Regions from separate parts of the Mus musculus genome. Here region 2 is linked to region 1. Evidence: chromatin contacts called from public Hi-C data. All regions are on one chromosome and are shown on one strand. The core of a region is the stretch at or near the end of the contact, and the rest is flanking DNA. Distances in the headings are between cores, read along the strand shown.

Evidence for each region. A called contact is a pair of places that touch in the nucleus more often than the background predicts.
Region 2: a Hi-C map of muscle stem cells shows a contact between it and region 1, with 1.7 times the contacts expected there. The contact joins the promoter of Dclk3 here to the enhancer-like site in region 1. A contact is called at or near these places in 1 of 39 promoter capture datasets (maxillary cranial neural crest), 3 of 484 Hi-C or Micro-C datasets (the HL-1 cell line, cerebral cortex and muscle stem cells) and 1 of 115 datasets of contacts at active chromatin or transcription factors (embryonic stem cells).

The regions. Positions count from the first base shown.
Region 1 is chr9:111,403,956-111,410,212 of GRCm38.p6, reverse strand. Gm51693 (a long non-coding RNA gene) reads right to left here. Exons shown (of 2, transcript XR_003948254.1): 2 at 3,771-6,257. Among named protein-coding and RNA genes, the nearest start is that of Gm51693, 5.4 kb to the right of the region's middle. Within about 2 kb of position 4,157, at least 5 of the 459 cell types and tissues checked have an H3K27ac peak or open chromatin away from gene starts, as enhancers often do. A contact at or near this core is called in muscle stem cells, where this site is marked.
Region 2 is chr9:111,434,644-111,441,292 of GRCm38.p6, reverse strand. It overlaps Dclk3 (doublecortin-like kinase 3), which reads right to left and starts at 2,212. Exons shown (of 5, transcript NM_172928.5): 1 at 1,941-2,212. The coding sequence starts at 2,028.

The DNA.
Region 1 (6,257 bases), core at 2,908-5,407:
CAAGCAAAAAATAAAACCTCACAATGTAGCCAAGGATGGCCTTGGACTACGGAACTGCCCTCTTCCACCTTCCGAAGGCCAAGGCGCTGTGATAACACCTACTGTGAGCACCTGCTGATAACATCCAGGGTTTTGTGCACACTAGAGAGAGGCCACCAACAGACCGACCCCACCCCCGCCCCCACCCCCAGCCACTGAAACCTCTGTGGGTCTCAACAGTGTCAGGAGCAGCAGTAGTTAGCACTGGCTGAAATCACTGTGTCTCTCCTGTTCCTGCTCATCTCCTGCTGGAACTGGCTGACAAACCCTTGTCGTTCCATGTCTCCAGGGATGGCACAGTTCTGAACTCTGCCTGTTCAGTTCTTGTGGTCTGAGGTGCCTCTCCTTGGCTTTGGTAGAGACCGGTGCTTGATAGAGAACAATAGCATTCAAAGCATCTGCTCCAACCTGCAATCGGTCAGTCATGTCCTTAGCTCTTCACTGTCCAATGCAGGGTGTTTTACTGGCTGCCTGGGTCAGGGCCAACAATTCTTTCTCTCCTTTTCTGAGAAATTTTAGTTTTTTCTAGTTGGGGGGTAGGGCATGATACATTTGTGCCATGAGTGCCAAGGGACATCAAAGGACTTTGCTTAAGACATAGTCTCTTGTTCACCATTGCATATGCCAGGCTAGCTGGCCCTCGAGCTTCTGGGAGTTCTCTGGTCTCCACCTCCTATCTTCCTATAGGAAAGTGCCATTACAGGTGCACACTACCACACCCCACTTTACATGGCTTGTAAGGAGTTGAGCTCAGGCATGATAGTCACTTTGCCCATTGAGACGGAACTCCAGCTCCCACAAATGTTGGGTCTCATGTCATGTGACACCAACCTTGAGTCCCTGTGCAGAGAGGCCAGTCTAGCTCTGCTGGCTGCTCATATGAACACGTTAGAGCAAAAGAGAGCCAGTGTGTTAGGGAACATTTGGAAAGATCTTAGAGAAAACAGGGTAGCCAAGACCAGAGCAGTTTTTCTCCTAGTAACTCACTTTGAGGCCAAAAGTCTGCTAAAAATGTGACTTATACCTTGGCCTTTTTGTGGCTCTACAAACAGCCCAGACACCAACAAGGGTTGGCTCACCACCCTCACAACTTTTATATCCTACAAATCAGAAGTAAAACAGTCCTTGAAGTCATCTGAGTGGTCCAGAAAATTCTAGTCGTTGACAGTGCCGTGATGAGTAGCAATGAGGTTCCTCAAAGAATTAAAAAACTACAGTGTGATCTAGCAATCCTGCTTCTGGGTCATAGGAAATGACATCAGTGTGTCACAAGCATTGGCACACTCATGTCCACTGCCACACTCACCATAACACACACACACACAATATATATATAAAAACATCTGTCTACCAGTTGCTGGATATATAAGAAAACTGTGGCGAATGGCATGCATAATGGTATATCATGGAGTCCTAAAAACCATCTTGTGATATTAATTCCCTGAAGCATTTATAGAGATGGCAGCAGATCTTGAAAGGGACGTGATGTGCTTCTTGGTTTGAGCCTGACACAGCTTAGCGCCTCCCACACACAGACGAGGACCCGGAGCCTGGATTTCCCAGGAAACCAGTTTGCTTGAGCTGCCTCTATTTGAAGTTCAGGTTGACACATGGCTGAAGATTTCCCAGACTCGGGTGGGGAACGACCTGGAGCCCAGCTCTTTCCTCTTGATTGGCCTCTTCTCGTTATCTCAGTAGAGTACCCTCCATATGCATCCGTGTCACCTCGGCCCAGGGTGTCCTGGTCTCCCAGGAACCATGCCGTTTGGCTGGGCAGGGCAAGGGAGCAGAGAGAAATAAGGAATAAATGAAACAGCAATCCTCAGACATTATGACAATCTCCGATGCTCTCACTCAAGTGCACACTCTTGGCTCTGATCCCGTGTGAAACTGTGAACGAAAATGTGTCTCATCTAGAGGAGAAAATGTGTCTCAAATCTCAAATAGTGACTGTTCAACCCCCAGCCTTCTGTCAAACGTGCAGACATGATGAACATCAGATGCTTGGCTCCTGGCCCTTCCTCGTTTCCACCCTGCCACTGCCCCTTAGGGCCAGCTGTAACTTCCCTTTGGAAGTCTTTGGAGCAGGTCCAAGGACCCTGAGGCTTTCATTGAACAAATGTCCTCAGGATCTCTTACTCCTTCTGAAACTATACATCAACAAATATTCGTTATGAGCCAGCTTAGAGCTTAATGTAGGGTCAGACAGTCGGGAGCTGACCATGAGGACTCCAGCAGTAAGGGGGGGGGGGGAGTTCTCTCTACTTTGTACCTTCGTTGTCTGGCATGTGACCACCAGACGCATGTCTCCAGAACACTTAAGTTCTGCATAATGCAAAAGGGAATCAAAGTTGTCCATTTGATTTAATTTCCACTTATGTGGCTGCAAATTCAGAGCTACTGCTATTTTAGATAGTTCAGGGCAGGAAGAAGCAAGCCAGACTCCAGTTCCCTATCCTATCTTCTGCCCCAAAATCCTACAACAGAGGCCTGGAGGCTCTGAGGCTGAGGCGGCAAAGCATCATCCCCAGGGCAGAAAGAGGTGAATTTACCCCTGGGGATTGGGAAATACCTCTTGGAGTCGGGTGCCCAGCGAGGGAGCATTAAAGGGCAGGCAGGATGGATGCTGTGGGTGGATGGGGACTTCAACAGGGCCAGGGATGGTGAAAGTGGGGGGGGGGGTGTTGGCGGTCAGATACTGCTCTGTAGCCACAGAAGCCTTGGGAGTTCCCTCAACTCAGAACCTCAAATCAGGGAAAACTAGATGTTTGGCCATAGCATAGAAAAAGTATTTCAGGCAAGGCATTCAAAACAGGGTGGGAGTTTACTAAAAGTACAAAGACACTTAGGGAAAAAATATTGCAAACACGTGTGTGTGTGTGTGTGTGTGTGTGTGTGTGTGTGTGTGTGTGTGTGTACTTATCAAAGAAGAATTGCATCTCGGTGTCCTTAGGCTAAGCCATTTGAGCCATCTTGGTGGTTCTCAAGTCATGCCTCAGACTCTCATATGGTGTTAAGAGTCCCACACATACACACACCTCTCTCATAAGTGATGGTATAAGCAAATCTTGGATAGAATTATAACCTGAGATAAAACTAAGTTTGCAGGAAGGACTGGGGACATGTCTATGTAGTGCAACAAGAGATGAAACTCCAGAAAATCTTAAGTTTAGAGTTAGCGATGAAGAAAGGGTTTCAGCAGGCATTCTTAAAGCTGTGTTGAGATTCTTTCTCTTTAAAACTGACATTTTTATCTTTAAATATATTTATTTTGTTTTAGTTTAGGAGTGGTTTTGCCCACAGGCATGCTTACATAGCACTTGTGCATTGCCCACAGAAGCCAGAAGAGGACATCAGAACCTCTAGGACTAAAGTTATGGGGAGCTATGAGCCACGTGTGGGTGCTAAGAACTGAACCCCAGTATTCCCACAAGTGCTCTCAACCACTGAGACGTCTCTCCAGCCTCTGTGTTGGACTTCTCGAGTCTTAGCAGATGATGAGACTTTAACGTGTCCAGGGGGACTTCTTCCAAGTTTCGCCCTCAGGTAACTTTCCACTTCCAAGACACACTGACACTCCTCCAAGACCGAGTCAGGCTGCTTGGTCAGAGTTGAGGCAAACTTAAGGATTGGGTGGAGATGCAGAACAGGACTGTCATTATCAACAGCAGTACAACATCGGACTGAAATCTCTAGGAGAGTTGAGAGTTCTCTGCCTGTTGTTTCCTTCACACACACACACACACACACACACACACACACACACCAGGCATGTGGTGGTGGTCTCTCCTTAAAGGGTTCAGGGGAGCACGTTGTACCTGTTCCTTCGTCTGATGTGCCTGCTGACTTCTTGGAATTGATTTTTCTGGTATAATTTTAATATGCCCATGTGCGGATAACCAATCAATCTACCTTAACAAATGTACAGAGTGGCACCCATTTACTTTCAGAAGTAGGCGATCTATCACCCTGTGCCTTGTGGTGGTAGAAAAGCCAGGCGGTAATCTCTACAAACGGCGCATGAGTGTTTTGCAATGAGTGTTTTGCAAACGGAGCTCCTTAATGCGAGGCTGGTGGAGAGCCCTGTCTACTTGGCCAGGACCTGTGGGAACAATATTGCAGAGCCCACACCGATCCTAGGGGGCACACATGCTCCAGGCTCTCTTGGCTTTTGCTGTGTTTTCTCTTGTGGTAATTTTTAGTTTCACTTTGTTAGTCATGGTTATGGCTGAATTTATGATGAACCAGGAGTTTTTTTTGGGGGGGGGTTGTTTTTGTTTTTGTTTTTTTTCCCTCAAAAAACAGAAATTGGTTCTCCCTGACAGCCCTGACTGCTTCTACGGTCATCTTGAGTAAGCGAGAGGAACTCGCTGAGATTAATGATTCTTGCTTACTTAACTGTTCTAAACAAGAGATGATTGTTGAGAACTTAGGAGATAGCTCCTTAAAAGATGACATTAGAACTGATAGGACATATAAGGAAGAAATAAAGGATGTAAAAAGTCAGACATCACTCCAGTGTCAAAAACATCAACACAGGAATCTAAATCTCCTATCCCTTGGAGGTAAAAGAGCAAGCAGAGACTGCCAGAAAGAATAGAAGCTTGTTCCCAACAGTTAAGAGTTAGGTATTAAATCATTACCCTTTTGAGAATGTATAAAGAATAGGACCACAACTACTGCTCTCACTAAAATGATATGTGGGCCATAGAAATTAGACTTGCACCTGGAAAATATTGTTCTATGTAGGGTATCATACTTTCTGATGACCACAAATATATGAAAGCATCGTATTGATGAAGACTGACCACAGAGGTTGGTCTTCCATTTCTGTAACCACATGTCTGTCGCCAGCCTAAGTACAGTACGAAGAAGGTGTGCCTGGCTAGATAGAATCACTTGGCTTACAATAGAAAGTTCATGCTCAGATATGAAGTCAAGGTACACTGATGCTTAGATATGCGGTAAAGGCCAATTAATGACGACACAGGAGTGGGAAAAGAGGAAGAGAAACAAAATGGCTAAACATTAATGACTCCTAGGAAATGATTCAAGAGGAAAGAATTGAAACTGCTGGTGCTCGAATGCTTGAGAGCTTATGTGAATAACGATGGCTTGAGCTATTCAAGCCATTTATTAAAAAGACAACAGCGGTCAGATTCCTCAATCTTCACGGACTCCACCCATCCTGCTGGAGCTGGACATTGACACTGTGCGTGTGTCACATAGAGCTGTTTTTATGGCCACTGAGGTGCAGAGTCACCCTACCTCTTTATATAGATTCAAAATGGAGTCAAATACTGCTTGTAAGAGGGAGTCTCTCAAGGCAAGGCACAGCCTGAGAGCAAAGTTTGATACAATATGGAGTAACTTAGGGCAGTCTGTAGCTGGGCGGCAACAAGGGAGAAGTTGCTTTACCCCAACACTTGCTAAATGAGGCCCTGGTTACTGATACTAGGGCAACTGCCGGAGCAGGAAGGCCCCTATCCTTCCCCTTAAGCCAAGGACAGACATCCCACCCAACAATGAGCAGAATGTCCCTCTGCCTGCATGACCCTCCAACACACACCCACTCCTGTCAGCACAAAGATGACGAACGAATTTTTCCATCCCTTCATGTTGCATGCTCCCACTTCTCTTTTTAAAATATCCCCAGTAGCGAGGGTAGACGAAACAGAGTTCGTTCCTTGGCCAAGGGCTGCGTCTCAGAAACATTCCCAGACTCTGGTTTGTTTGGACTTAGCTACAGTGGCTTTAGTTCCATCTGGACACCCTCAGGCAGCCTGCATACATATTTTTTAAACTTTGAAAGTAGTGCAAAGAAGGAAAGGAATGGGCAAGAAATTCACTCATATGCACCCTTTCCTCCTGTGTGCCCCAGTTCCCTGCATACATGTACAGAAACACAGAGACAGACAGACAGACAGACAGACAGACTACAAGTATTGTACCTACTCTATAGCTTTGCCTAGGAGCTATGTTCTGCCTCCTCCAGTGCATGTGTCCTGTCAGTTTAAATAGGATCTACTTATATTCTAAAAGGACTTAACTTTGCTTTAAAATGTTTACGTGTTGGGTTGGGGGTGGCTGGAGAGATGCCTCAGTGGTTTAAGACCACCGCCTGCTCTTCCAGAAGCCCTGGATTCAGTTCCCAGATGCCATGTGGTGGCTTACAACCATCTGTAACTCCAGTAACCTCAAAGAGTCTGATACCTTCT
Region 2 (6,649 bases), core at 963-3,462, 33 kb before region 1:
TAAGCAGCATTCCTCTGTGACCCCTGCTTCTGCTTGTCCACAGGTTCTTGCCCTGAGTTCCTGTCCTGATTCCCTGTCATAGCGGACTGTAACCTATAAGCTAAAATAGACCCTTTCCTTCCCAAGCTGCTTCTGGCCATGGTGTTTATGACAGCAAAGAAGAGCAAACTAGAATAGGAGGGAAATGATTCCATGTTCTGTGGTTTGTTTCCTTGGTTGGTTGGTTGGTTGGTTGGCTGGTTAGTTGGTTGGTTGGTTGGTTGGTTGGTTGGTTGGTTGGTTTTGCTGTTGTTTCTCAGAATCAGACCCCAAGGAGGAATCCCTATGACAGGGAGTGAGTGTATTCATTGTTGTTCACAGGAAAGAGTGGTTGAGAACTGCAGAAGCCAGCTAAGACCCAAAAGCAAGCCGAGTGAGGGAAGCAAGACCCTCAAAGATCCTTGGGAGTTAACCATGTAATGACAAAGAAACTTAATGATAAACAAAGAACATCACGCCTCACTCAGTGTCCTAGTGAGGAGCCTAGGAGGTGAGCTAACTAATGTTCTCCTCAAGACCCATTAGTTGTCAGTCAGGGGCTGCCCCAGAGAGATGTGCACTTACAGCCAGTCCTTGCTCTGAACATGTAACAGCTGAGCAGCGCAAAGGTCAGCCTCCAGTGGAGGTAGGGGGTGACTTACAGCTCAGAGCCAAGTACTCGGGGCTCTAATGTGCCACAATAGGACTGTGGAGAGAGAGCTGGTCAGTAAGTATAACTCAGAAATCACAGCTGCCTCCCTTTGCCCTTCCTCCCGTGGCATCGCGCTAACAATACTATCACAGAGAACTTGCTTTGCTGAAGTTGGGAGTAGACAAACCAGCACTCCACAGCCCTGTTTCCTCCCTGGGGCTCTGCTTTCTCCCCCCCCCCCCCAGGAATAACGTGTCCCTACCTAGAGCTCTGGGAACCTCGCTTCTCTGTGATCCTTAGCCCAACACTAGCCCCAGTAGATCACCCCTGTAAAAGCCAACAGACCCCCCTCTGCAGGCCCCAAAACAGTCTCCTTAATGCCAGCATATGTTATAAGAGCGGTTGAGAGTGGGACCTAGCTCCCACTGGACGGCTATCAACCATCAAGTAGAGGACAGAGAATGGTCTGGACTCAGAAGGAGTGAGGCAGAGAAATGACTCACTATATGGAGCAAGTAACAACCTAATTCCCTCCACAGCTTCTCAGCCCCACTCCCAGCAGGCACATACTCTGGGAAGGTGTCCCCAGACGCCTCTGCCCGGCCCGGGAGCTGCCTCATCCTTTCTCCACCACACCTCGCCCCCAGAGCCAGACGTGGAAAGGAGTGAAAACGTGGGGCTATATTTGAAATGAATTGATGGTTCTATTTCTCCCGCTCTGATCTAGCCTGCTAATTCCCAAACACTCTGCCTGTACTGTTTCTTTCTAACCCCCCTTTGTTCTTCTGTGACTCTCTGGCTAGAAACAGCGCTCTGGAAAGCAGGGTTCAGTAAACCTCTCCACAACTCTTGGATGACCTTTGACAAGGAGGTAGCTCTAGAGCTTCAAAACAGAGGTTCTTTCAGAAAAGGATGGAATGAGGGACGTCTCTGGGTGACTAGTGCCTCCCCCATGAAGATTAATCAACGACAGCTCCCTCTGTGGTGACTCTTCCTGCAGCCTCCTGCACCTGCCCAGTATGTTTTTCCAGGAATGGCGTTCTGATTGCCCAGAGGGGAACCGCTCAAGCTGGTGTCACCCCCTAGCAAGTTTCCCGTTGTGTAGAGGGGTTGCACAAGTACACACATGCACACAACAGACTCACGCAGAGCACACATGAACTCAAATCGCAAGCCTGCACACATGCCTGCACAGTGCATCCCCGTAGGGTCTGCCTCTGCTGCCCCATCGCTCAGAGTGGGGTTCCCGACAGTCACCGAGGGCACTTACCCGGAATGGGAGGCGCAGGGCGACTGGGTGCCGGCGGGGCGGGGGTCGCTGGCGGCGGCGGCGGGCGCAGGACCGGCGCGGCTGGCATGGTTGGCGGCCTGGCTGCAGGTGGCAGCTCTTGGACGTGGCCCGACGGCGGCCAAGCGGGCGCAGGAAGGCGCCGGGACTACTCGCTGCACAGAGCGATCCAGGTCTCCTCTTCCTTTAGGTTGCTGCTGGCGGCAGCCACGGCGCAAGGACAGTCTCCTCAGCGCGAGCTTGACAACCGCGCTGCCGCCGCCGCCCCGCCCCGCCCCTCCCCGCCTCGCCCCGCCTCGCCCTAGGCCACCCGGGGGCGGTGGAGTTGGCAGTGAACTTGAGCAAGCAGGGCGCTCCAGGAGAGCTAGCTGGACAGCCAGTACCCCACAGGATCTCTTCTCTCTCTCTCTCTCTCTCTCTCTCTCTCTCTCTCTCTCTCTCTCTCTCATATCTCTCTCTCTCATATCTCTCTCTCTCATATATCTCCTTCCTACCTCCTTTCTCTCTCCTTCCTTCCCTCCTTCCTTCCCTATTCCCTCTGCCAAGGCTGTTCCAGCTAAGGGACTAGGGGACTGGTTTTGACTTGAGGCTCTACAGTGCTCTCAGTGGGTGACTCCCAAGTCAAGGAGGTCTGGAACCCCAGCAACCCTGCCTCTCCCTGCAGCACAGAGGCCAAACTGTAGGTACGCCACCAAAACGTTCTTTTTGCACCCAGAATCAAAGTTAGGACACAGTGGTTCCAACCCAGGAGGGGAAGAGAGTCAAATAGACGGAGCTTTAGGGATCAGATGCTGAGTCTCCTGCCTTGTGTGGCAGAAGTCAAGCAACACCTGATGGTGGATAACCATCGTTTCCCTGTAGTTTGGCTTAACACACTCGGCAGTAGGGGTCTTGAGCTCTCAGCTCAAGACAACACACCACAGTGCATTTATCCCACACGTTGCTGCATGCTGTGGGGAAAACTAACTGTTCACATATTCACAACCCCCCCACCTTATTAACAGAACACCAATTTTAGCTGAAGACATTGCAACCCTCAATAAAGACTGCATTTCCCAGCTGCCCTGGTGCCAAAACTAACCAATAAGAAAAGGTCTTGGCCAGTGAAATATAACTGGGAAGCTTTGTGTGAGACTCTCAAAATGGTTTTGAGGCTCATAGATGCTTTCCGTGGTCCCGTTCCACCTCCTGCCTCACCTGGCATTCAAATATGGTATCTATAGTATGTTAGATTACAGGAGTAATTTCTCGTTCCATCTTTTAATAGACTTAGACCACCTACCTGTATTAGATAGTCTCATTACTGTGACAAAACACATAAGCTAACCAGTAGCCAATTTTTTAAATTATTTTTTATTATTTTAAATTATGTGCACAAGTATGTGTTGGGAGGTGCACATTGGTGTAGGTGCCCACAGATTTTTGCAGAGGATGTCCAAGCCCCTGGAGCCTGAGTTATAACAACCAACTTGTGAGCCATCTCTTGTGGGTCTGAGAACCAAATTCAAGTCCTCTCCAACACAAGGGAGTACTCTTAAGCACTAAGCCATCTCCCTAGCTCCCTGAGTTCATGCTTTAAATGGAAGAAATATTTGTTTGGATCATAGTCTCAGAGGTTTCAATTCATGCTTGCTTGGCCCTGGTGGTGGTGCAGCATGTCATGACAAGAACACAAGAAGGAAGAGATTTATTTATTAGATCTTGACGGCCAAGAAGCAAAGACAAGAAAGTGCTGGGGCCCCGGTATCACTTCAAGGGTGTGATGCCAGTGACCTAACTTCCTCCCACTAATTGGCATACCCAAATGGCCTGCCACCACAGGCTAGAGAGTAGGCCTTCAACCCCTAGGCTTCTGGGGAAGATCCAAGATCCAAATCACAACCACACCCTTTGTCCCTTCAAACCACAGTATTTCTCTGCATCATGTCTGTCATTGTGGCCATCTTTCTTAAATGACCAATGGGGTGCTATTGGATGTGTATCCTCCTGGACTCACTCCCTAGGATCTGCTCCTCCTGGCCAAGGAGAACATGGAGAAACATGAATCAGGCCTCAGCATCAACCTACAGCTAACATTTGACCTGATTTTAGAGCTACTCCATAGGACTGGAGACCTAGAAGTGACAGAGATAAATGCCCATAGTTACAAACAATTACGTTCTGAGCTATTGTGTCCCTCAAGATTATTGCAGCAAAAGCTAGCTAATATGGTGTCCCACAATACTGGAGCCTTCTTGGATTAAATGGTTGCCTTAAAATTTTAAGACAAGCCCAAAATATTATAGACCAATAAAATAGAGGTTGGGGTCCCACATGACAGTGCAAAGCTACGCCAATAGTATATTTCCCTTTTTAAAAGAGAATGCTTCCTTGTATATCTAAGCTGCTACAGTCCTATTACCTAAGAAATGATATTTTTGCCAGTTCTTCAAAGTAAAATATTTTTCACACACACACAAAACAAACAAACAAACAAACAAACAAACATTGAATACAGATCTAGGCAGTCATTTAAATGCAAAATAGAGGTCTAAGAAGGAACTCCATGCTCACAGTAAGCCACTGAACTAAAGATAATTTGGCATAGCTCAAGGGAGTGCAACAGTGGCCATGGAGCCTGTCCAAGGCATAGGGCTACTTTGGTCTCCAGGAAGTAAGCTCACTCATAGCTCCAGTTAAGCAGAAGAGTCAAAGGCGTTTAAGGATGTCTAAGGAAATCTCTTAGGGGGCTGGAGTAGGGGTTGAGGGGGGCCACTCAGTGGTTAGAACACTGGCCACACAGGGCTGGGCGCTAGAGTTTGGATCTCCAGATCCTACTTCAGTACCAGGCTGGAATCACAACTCACCCTCCCAGTTTCAGAGGCAGAGATTGGGGGATCTTCAGGGGAAGCTAGATTACATAACCGGCCATATTGTCCAGCTAAGTTCTGGGTTCAAGAGACTCTGCCCCAATAAATAGTATGAGAGAGTGATCAAAAGGGTTCTCAATTCAACACTGGGTCTCTCTACTTGCAAGTCTTTCAAAAGCAGCAAGGCCTTACCCAGAAACACTCCTCACCGTGGCGTGTCTCAGGATCTGCCTTCTCCAGAGAAAGAAGACCCCCACCCAGCATATGTATTCTAATTATCTTTGTTGAGGAGGGGCTTGGAGATGTTTCCTGGAAGACTACCCTGACTGGGATGCCACTGTGTGTTTAAGGGTAACTTAGAAGAGAGATTTTGGTGGAGATCATGGAACCTCTAAGAAAAAAACTCTCTGTTCCCAGAATTACATGGAGGTGGGGAGAGACTCCCAATGGGAGCTTCAGAAAGTGAGAAAATGGGGACTCTCCCGTGACAGAGCTCACTTGTTTAATGAGCCTGCAGTGGGCACTTGGTCTCCTCATCAGATTGACAGAATATTCTTAGATGTCTCCTCCCCGAAACCACTACCATCATCCTCATCTCCCCAGCGAAACTTGAAATCTGTCTCTGTCTGTCTGTCTGTCTGTCTGTCTGTCTCTGTCTGTCATCTGCCTGCCCCCCCCCCCATTCATTATCATTTCTCTTTTTGAAACAAGATCTCATGTATCCCAGTCTGGCCTCAAACTTCCCACGTAACAGCAGATGGCTTTGGCCCTCTTATCCTCTTGCCTCCACCTCCCAAGTGTCTGGAACACAGGCATGTACTACATGGAACAGAGGACTAGAGATATAGCTCAATGAATGTGGCAGTGAGCCTAAAACCCAGGGCTGCCTGCATGCAAGCTAAATAAATACTCTACCCCAGCTACATCTGCAGCTAGTCACCAGCCCAAGAGACTACTTCTCCTGTACATACCCACTGCCTTCTGTCCTCTTTAGACTAGCTTGGATCTACTGCCCCGAACTGTCTCTATGGGATGTCTCAGAAAACCATTTCTATCCGTTTTTTCCTTCACCCTGCTGATATGACCAGTCTCCTCTTGTTCATTAAATTTTCTTCTGGTCTGACGTCCTGGAACCTGTCCGTTTTAATCCTATCCTTCTTAACAACGCATAGATTTCTATAAGCCTGGGGCCAGACTGAGTTTATAGGAGACGCTGACCAAAAATAAAGTACAAACAAAAACAAAAACAAAAACCAGGGACTAGGGAGATGGTTCAGCCTTTTCTACTCTTGCAAAGGAGCCAGATTATGTTCCCAGTACCCCATGACAGCTTACAACTGTCCTTAACACCCTATTTTGTCTCCTTGGGCACCATGCACATGCATACACATAAAGTAAAAGTAGAAAAAATGTTTGAACAACAACAAATAAATAAGCAAACATGCTTGCTATTCTCTGGTGCCCCTTAAATCTTACGACTATTGGGGGATTTCTTACTGTCTTTGGCATACTCTTCTTGGATGATCTTATCTAAGCCCTTGATTTTCATTCCCATCTTGAATGACATCCCACAGGAGCCTTCTACAGTATATCCAGAAAGCTGTCCCCACCCCTGCCTGTCTTTTATCCTTGATCATATTTAACTCATCCAGGCCATAAACCTATGAATTAATGTCAAGTCCAACGCCATCACCAAGCGCTCTGCTGTCCCTTCCTCTGCCCCACTCACTCAGTTGGCCCTGCTCAAGCTTTCTGAACGTTCTCAGTCAGATCCTTGACATCTCTGCATCTCTCCACTTCAGCCTTCCCCCAGGTCATTGGCTTTAGCAGAGCTAAGGAAAT